2 separate regions of the Macaca mulatta genome follow, and region 1 is linked to region 2. Evidence: chromatin contacts called from public Hi-C data. All regions are on one chromosome and are shown on one strand. Each heading gives the region's core, a stretch centred on a gene start, on an enhancer-like site or on the middle of the called end of the contact. The rest is flanking DNA. Distances are from core to core; before and after follow the strand shown. Region 1 holds the start of YWHAQ (tyrosine 3-monooxygenase/tryptophan 5-monooxygenase activation protein theta). Region 2 holds the start of GRHL1 (grainyhead like transcription factor 1).

Evidence for each region. Hi-C and Micro-C count contacts between places; a contact is called where the count stands out from the background.
Region 1: a Hi-C map of fetal cortex germinal zone shows a contact between it and region 2, with 2.2 times the contacts expected there. The contact joins the promoter of YWHAQ here to the promoter of GRHL1 in region 2. A contact is called at or near these places in 2 of 14 Hi-C or Micro-C datasets (fetal cortex germinal zone and liver).

Annotation. Positions count from the first base shown.
Region 1 is chr13:115,189,083-115,191,782 of T2T-MMU8v2.0, reverse strand. It overlaps YWHAQ (tyrosine 3-monooxygenase/tryptophan 5-monooxygenase activation protein theta), which reads right to left and starts at 1,388. Exons shown (of 6, transcript XM_077960165.1): 1 at 1,332-1,388; 2 at 550-925. The coding sequence starts at 843.
Region 2 is chr13:114,861,831-114,864,530 of T2T-MMU8v2.0, reverse strand. GRHL1 (grainyhead like transcription factor 1) reads left to right here and starts at 1,269. Exons shown (of 16, transcript XM_077960149.1): 1 at 1,269-2,320. The coding sequence starts at 2,301. LOC144333917 (a long non-coding RNA gene) reads right to left here and starts at 1,154. Exons shown (of 2, transcript XR_013403065.1): 1 at 306-1,154.

The DNA of each region.
Region 1 (2,700 bases), core at 139-2,638, 330 kb before region 2:
TTCAGATAGAGCTGTGCCCTTTTCACATTTACCGAACTCCCCTCCTCTCCTGTTTATAGGGGGTGGAGGGGAGCGCAACAGATACTCTTGCTTGAAAAATAAAGTATCTGTTCAGATTTTCGAAGTAAGTTTCCATTACTGGGTTTGGGAAAAAATCCCTACTACATTGTCTGTAACAAAAAGGTGCCTGCGCCTTCTTTCAACTGCCTGAAGCCATTAGAGAGCTCACAGATCTCCCCGCACAAGAAACTTGAAAACGCCTTTCAGTCTCGCAGAGACCTACTTGGATGTTTCCAAGTTCCATCGTTTGGTAGCTACCCAACATCTGGGGGAAAGAAAAAAAAAAAAAAAAGAACTTATCCTTGGAAAAGCAGCCTCTTGAGTCTCTAGAACCGGAGACACACAGAAGGGAAGCCAGGGCTCACCTGAAACCCTCCACCTCGGCAGAGTCCGGTAAGCCCCGGCTCACCTTTCTTTCCGTGCCCGCGAAACTCTCAATGAAAAGTATCGCACAAAAGGCCTCCCCTGCTCCCCGCGCCGAGGACTCACCAGGACCGTGGTGCAGATGGATCTCAGCTCGGACTCCACTTTCTCCCGATAGTCCTTAATCAGCTGCAACTTCTTGTCGGAGGTGTCGGTCTTCTGCTCGATGCTCGAGATGACCCTCCAGGCGGACCTGCGGCCCCCGACCACGTTCTTGTAGGCCACGGAGAGCAGATTGCGCTCCTCGTTGGACAGCTCGGCGCCCTGCTCGGTCACTGCCTTCATGCAGGTGGCCATGTCGTCGTAGCGTTCGGCCTGCTCGGCCAGCTTGGCCTTCTGGATCAGCTCAGTCTTCTCCATGGCGGGCGCGGGGCCGGGGCCGGGGCGGAGGGCGAGGAGAGCGAGGGAGAGCGCCGACCCGGAGCGGGAGGAGCCTCGAGAGCTGCGGAGGGGCGGGGCGGCGAGGCGAGAACAAAAAGCAGGGAGGGAGCGCCGTCAGACAATGCGGCCCGCCGCCCGCTTTTGTCTCTCGCACATGCGGCCGCTTGAATTTCCCTCTCCCCCGCCCCCGCCCCCGCCGGGCGCCCGGGGAGGCCGCGGCCCGCGACGGGAGGAGGCGGGGGCGGCGCGAAGGCCCCGCGCGCACAGAGCCCGAGCCGCGACCGCTCCCGCCACCCCCGCCCGGCCGGCTCAAGATGGAAGCGACCGTTGGCCCCGCACCTTCCCGCCCGGAGCCGTCCCTGAGGGGAGCGGAATCGACAGCCGGCTGCTCGCGAGGGCGGCACCTCCGCCCGGCCCTCAAGCCCAGAGCGGCCGTTGGATGCCCGCGGGCCGACCCAGGTGCTCACCTTCACGTCTCCGCGGTCGCGACGCGAGTCCCACCACTTTGATCTGCTTTTGGCTTTAGCTGAGGACCCTCCCGTCTCAGCCTACCCCGGAGCCGAGGGGCGGTCCGCCGCCCAATGATGCGCCGAGCTTGGCCCGAGAGTCCCGCCCCCCGACGCGCCGCTGGCCAATGAGGACTGAGCGCGCGGAAGGGGGCGAGGGGGGCGGAGCGGGAGGGAACGCGGAGGCTAGGAGGGTGGGTCGGCGCGGGGAAGTTCGGTTGGCCGGCAGGCTGCAGCTTCGGCCACGGGGTTTCCTCCAATTAGATCCAGGGTAAAAGGACGTCACTGTTGCCATGGCGATGCCGTTACCAACTCCCCTCAGCCTCCCCGCCACCCCGGCACTTCTGGGTGCGGCACGAGACCCAGAGGCGCGCACGACCTCCGAAGCGGCGACCACGTCTCCCGGTGCGGATGGTGCATTGCATCTCAAGGTCTCTGGCCGAGTCTGAACTGGAGGGTGACATATTCAGCTGTTTGGGAGCACAGGGGCCTTTCTTTCCTCCACCTTCCGATCTGTGACAAAGGTTTGGATCCCAAGATACTAAACCCAGACCTTAATCACGTTGCCATTAGGGCTGGGAATTAAGCAAACCGCATCCCTATTAAAGAATAATTGATTCCTGGAGACAGTGGCTTCAGTATGGCACGTACGTGATAAATTCAGGTTTTCAGATGGGCACCCTAAAACAAAAACTTCCCTTGTGAAAAGGTAGGTCCCAGAAGATCCAGGCGAGTCTCTGTGACAATGCCAAGTATTGTGGTTTTCTTTAAAATGGGAAATGACATTCAGCACAATCTGCAGGAAAACACCTAGAACCACCCCTTCCCACCCCCCCACAAAAACCCTGCCCATAACATCGCTCCCCGCAAAAAAGCAATTTTTATGTTTCTTTCAGGCTTTCCAGGTTATGCATCTAAATCCATAATTTTTCACATCATTGTCACATGCGCACACGCTTTTTGTTTCTGGTATTATTTGTAAGAGCACACTTGAAAAGCCGAAATCCTCTCCCTGGATGTCGATTTCTGATTTTCTCCTCCTGGGGAACACCCTGCTGAAGTGAGAAAGATTTCCCCAGGCCCCTCCCATTCAGGGTAATCCCTGGCAGCTCCCTTTCCTTTTAAACCACTCCTGTCTCTCTTGGCACTCCAGTCCCCTAACTCCATCCAGGTAGGGTGGCTGTCCTGCCCGTCTGGCGAGTGGCCTTTGTGCCATCTTAAGATGCGAATTGCCCTCTGGGTTCACGCTGCTATGATCCCGATTCCAGCAGGTCTAGGGAGAATGGATCATAGAAGGCCCAAGAATGCCACAGGCAAGAAAGAATTTCCC
Region 2 (2,700 bases), core at 20-2,519:
AGAAGGAAGAAGAAGGAGAAGGAGAAAGAGAAGGAGAAGGAGGAGAAGGAGAAGGAGAAGAAGAAAGGAGGAGGAGGAGGAGGAGAAGAAGAAGATAATTGATTTAAACAGGAAACTAGTGATAAGAGCAAACAACAGGCTGCATGGATCCAGTGCTGGGACCAGGGTCAGAGGACAGAAACTGCGAAGGGTGGCCTCAAATGAGGCTGCCCATTCGGGTCCCTGAAGGCCTAGGACCAGGGCACAGAGGAGGGGGCTGCTGGCTGCAGGAGGGCCCTATGACCTCATGCTGCTCCTCACCTCACCTCCTTCCCTTGGCTTCCATGCTTCCATTGCTTCTGACCTCGGTGTCCCTGTCTTCTGTCTCCTCCACTGGCTCTTCTTCCCAGCCTTTCTGTGTCGGAGGCTCCTGGATCCAGCATGGGTCCCATCCTCTTTCCTCCCTGCCTTTCATGGCTTTAAATGGCCTCTAGATGTGGGCGGCGCCCAGACGTGAGCTTCAGCCCAGACTTCTCCCCTGCACTCCAGCCTCGTACTCAGGAGCCCACCTGATACATGGATTTGGATCTCCCATACATCTTGAGCTTAGCACGTCCAAAATGGACTCTTGTTCTTCCCCAAATCTTCTATGCCCTAGGTCTTCCGTATCCCAGGGGATGGCAAATCATTCCTCCAGTTGCCCAGCTGGAAACCCTGTAATCATCCTCGATTCCCTCCTCCTCTCACACCCCATATCCAATTTTCAGACAATCCTGTTGGTCCCACCTTCAAAGCATATCCAGAATTCGGCCACTTCCCACCACCTCACTCTATCATGGCAGTGGCCTCCTACCTGGTCCCCACCACGCAGCAGCAAAGAACTATTTTAAAATGTGAGATCCTGTCACTTCCCCGCTCCAAGCCCCTCCAATGCGTCCCCACCTCGCCCAGAGAAAAGCCACAGTCCTTACGGAAGCCGGCAAGGCCCTGCTCAATCCGCTCCCCTGCGACCACTATCTCTGACCGCAGCTCCCGGCTCCCTGTGTCCCTCCAGCCACCTGGGTCCCTTCACGGGTCACTGAACACACCAGGGTCCCTGCCTCAGGCACAGTCCCACCTTCGTGGCCCCTCATCTCCTTCAAGCCTGGCTCCTCCCCGCCTCCCCAGGGCCTGCCTGCTTTACCTTTCAACCAGCCACACCATTTACTTATTTTTGCATTGCCCGTTACCCCAACTAGGAAGGCGAGGAGTTGTGTCTGTTCTATTGACTGCCCTGTCTCCGGCGTCTGGGGCCGCGCCTGCACTAGTGTCAGGTCCGACGCTGGGCATGTGGGGACTCAGTGGGCAGACCCTGGGAAAGACGGCAGCTCGGGAAGGACAAGTGGGGGCTGTCGCAGTGGAGTGGTACCCGGGGCCGGCCCGGGGCGCGCGGCTGTACGGGCAGCGTGGGGCGGCCGCGCGGGGAAGTGGCGCCCGGGAGGCTGCGGGGCGGAGACATCGCGGAGCCCCAGGGCCTGCCGCCGAGGGGACCGCGGGAGCCGCGAGGGCAAGAAATGCTAAAAGCGCGCGGCCGCGGTGGGCCAGGAGAAGGGACATTCCGGAGATGGCTCTCGGGGGAAGTCACGGGACCCGGGTGTGACAGCCTGCGAGAACCGAGAGGTGAGACGCGCGACCGGGGAGCGCGGAGACCGGCAGAGGCGCCTCGGCCGGGCGAGCGCAGTGGCAGCGCGGGGCGCTGGGGCTGGAACAGCGGGCAACGTGGGCACGGGGTGCGGAGGCCTGAGTGAGCGAAGAAGGAGTCGGCTCCACGGCCCAGGCTCGTCGCGGAGGGGATGGCCGGGGACGCCGGGGGCGGCGGCCCGGCGCGAGCGGGAGCGCTCTAGGTGCGCGCGGAGGTCGGCGGGTGCGCGCCACAGCCGCCGCGCTCCCTCTCCAGTCAGGGCAGGCGCGTAAGACCGCGAGCCGGGCGCGCAGTCCCGGGCGCAACCTCGCGGAACGCGCGGCACTTGCCCCCAGCCCGCGCCGCTCGACCCCGTCAGCCCCGCCCCAGCGCCCCCTCTCTGACCAATCAGGAGGCTCGGCCGGCCTCCCAGCCCCGAGGCCCCACCCCCAGCCGGCGCATCGCCAGCCAATGAGCGGCCGAGCCCGGCGCCCAGTGCGCGCAGCCCGCGCGGAGCCGGCTCAGAGCGAGAAAAGCGAACCCAACCCGTCGGGGCCGCCGCTCCGGACCCGCAGCCACCGCCGCCTCCTCCCCCCGGATCGGGTGTACTGTCCCAACCCGAAAGTCCAGTTCTGCGGCCCGGCAGCGGCGAGCGGGCGCGATGACACAGGAGTACGACAAGTGAGTGAGGCGCGGGAGTCCGGCCGCCGCGGGGGGGCCGCGCTGAGGGGCCGCACCTGCAGCGAGCGAGCCGGGCGCAGACCCGAGGCCTCGCGGGCGGGCGGGCGCCAGGCACGGGCCGGGGGCCGGGGGCCGCTGTCCACTCCACGCCGCCACGGCCTCTGCCCCTTAGCCCTGCCCGGCTCTTTGTTCGGTCGGAGCGTCGGGAGGAGAGACCCCGTCCTCGGGGAAACTCGACACCGGAGGGGCCGCCCTCCTCGCCTCCTCCCCGGCCAGGTGGGGCCCACTCGGGCGCGCACCTTGGGCTCGGGGTCCCTGGCGCGGTCAGGTGCGGCGCGAGGTCGGGGCGCCGCCAACGCCCCCGGGCCTCCCCGCCCCAG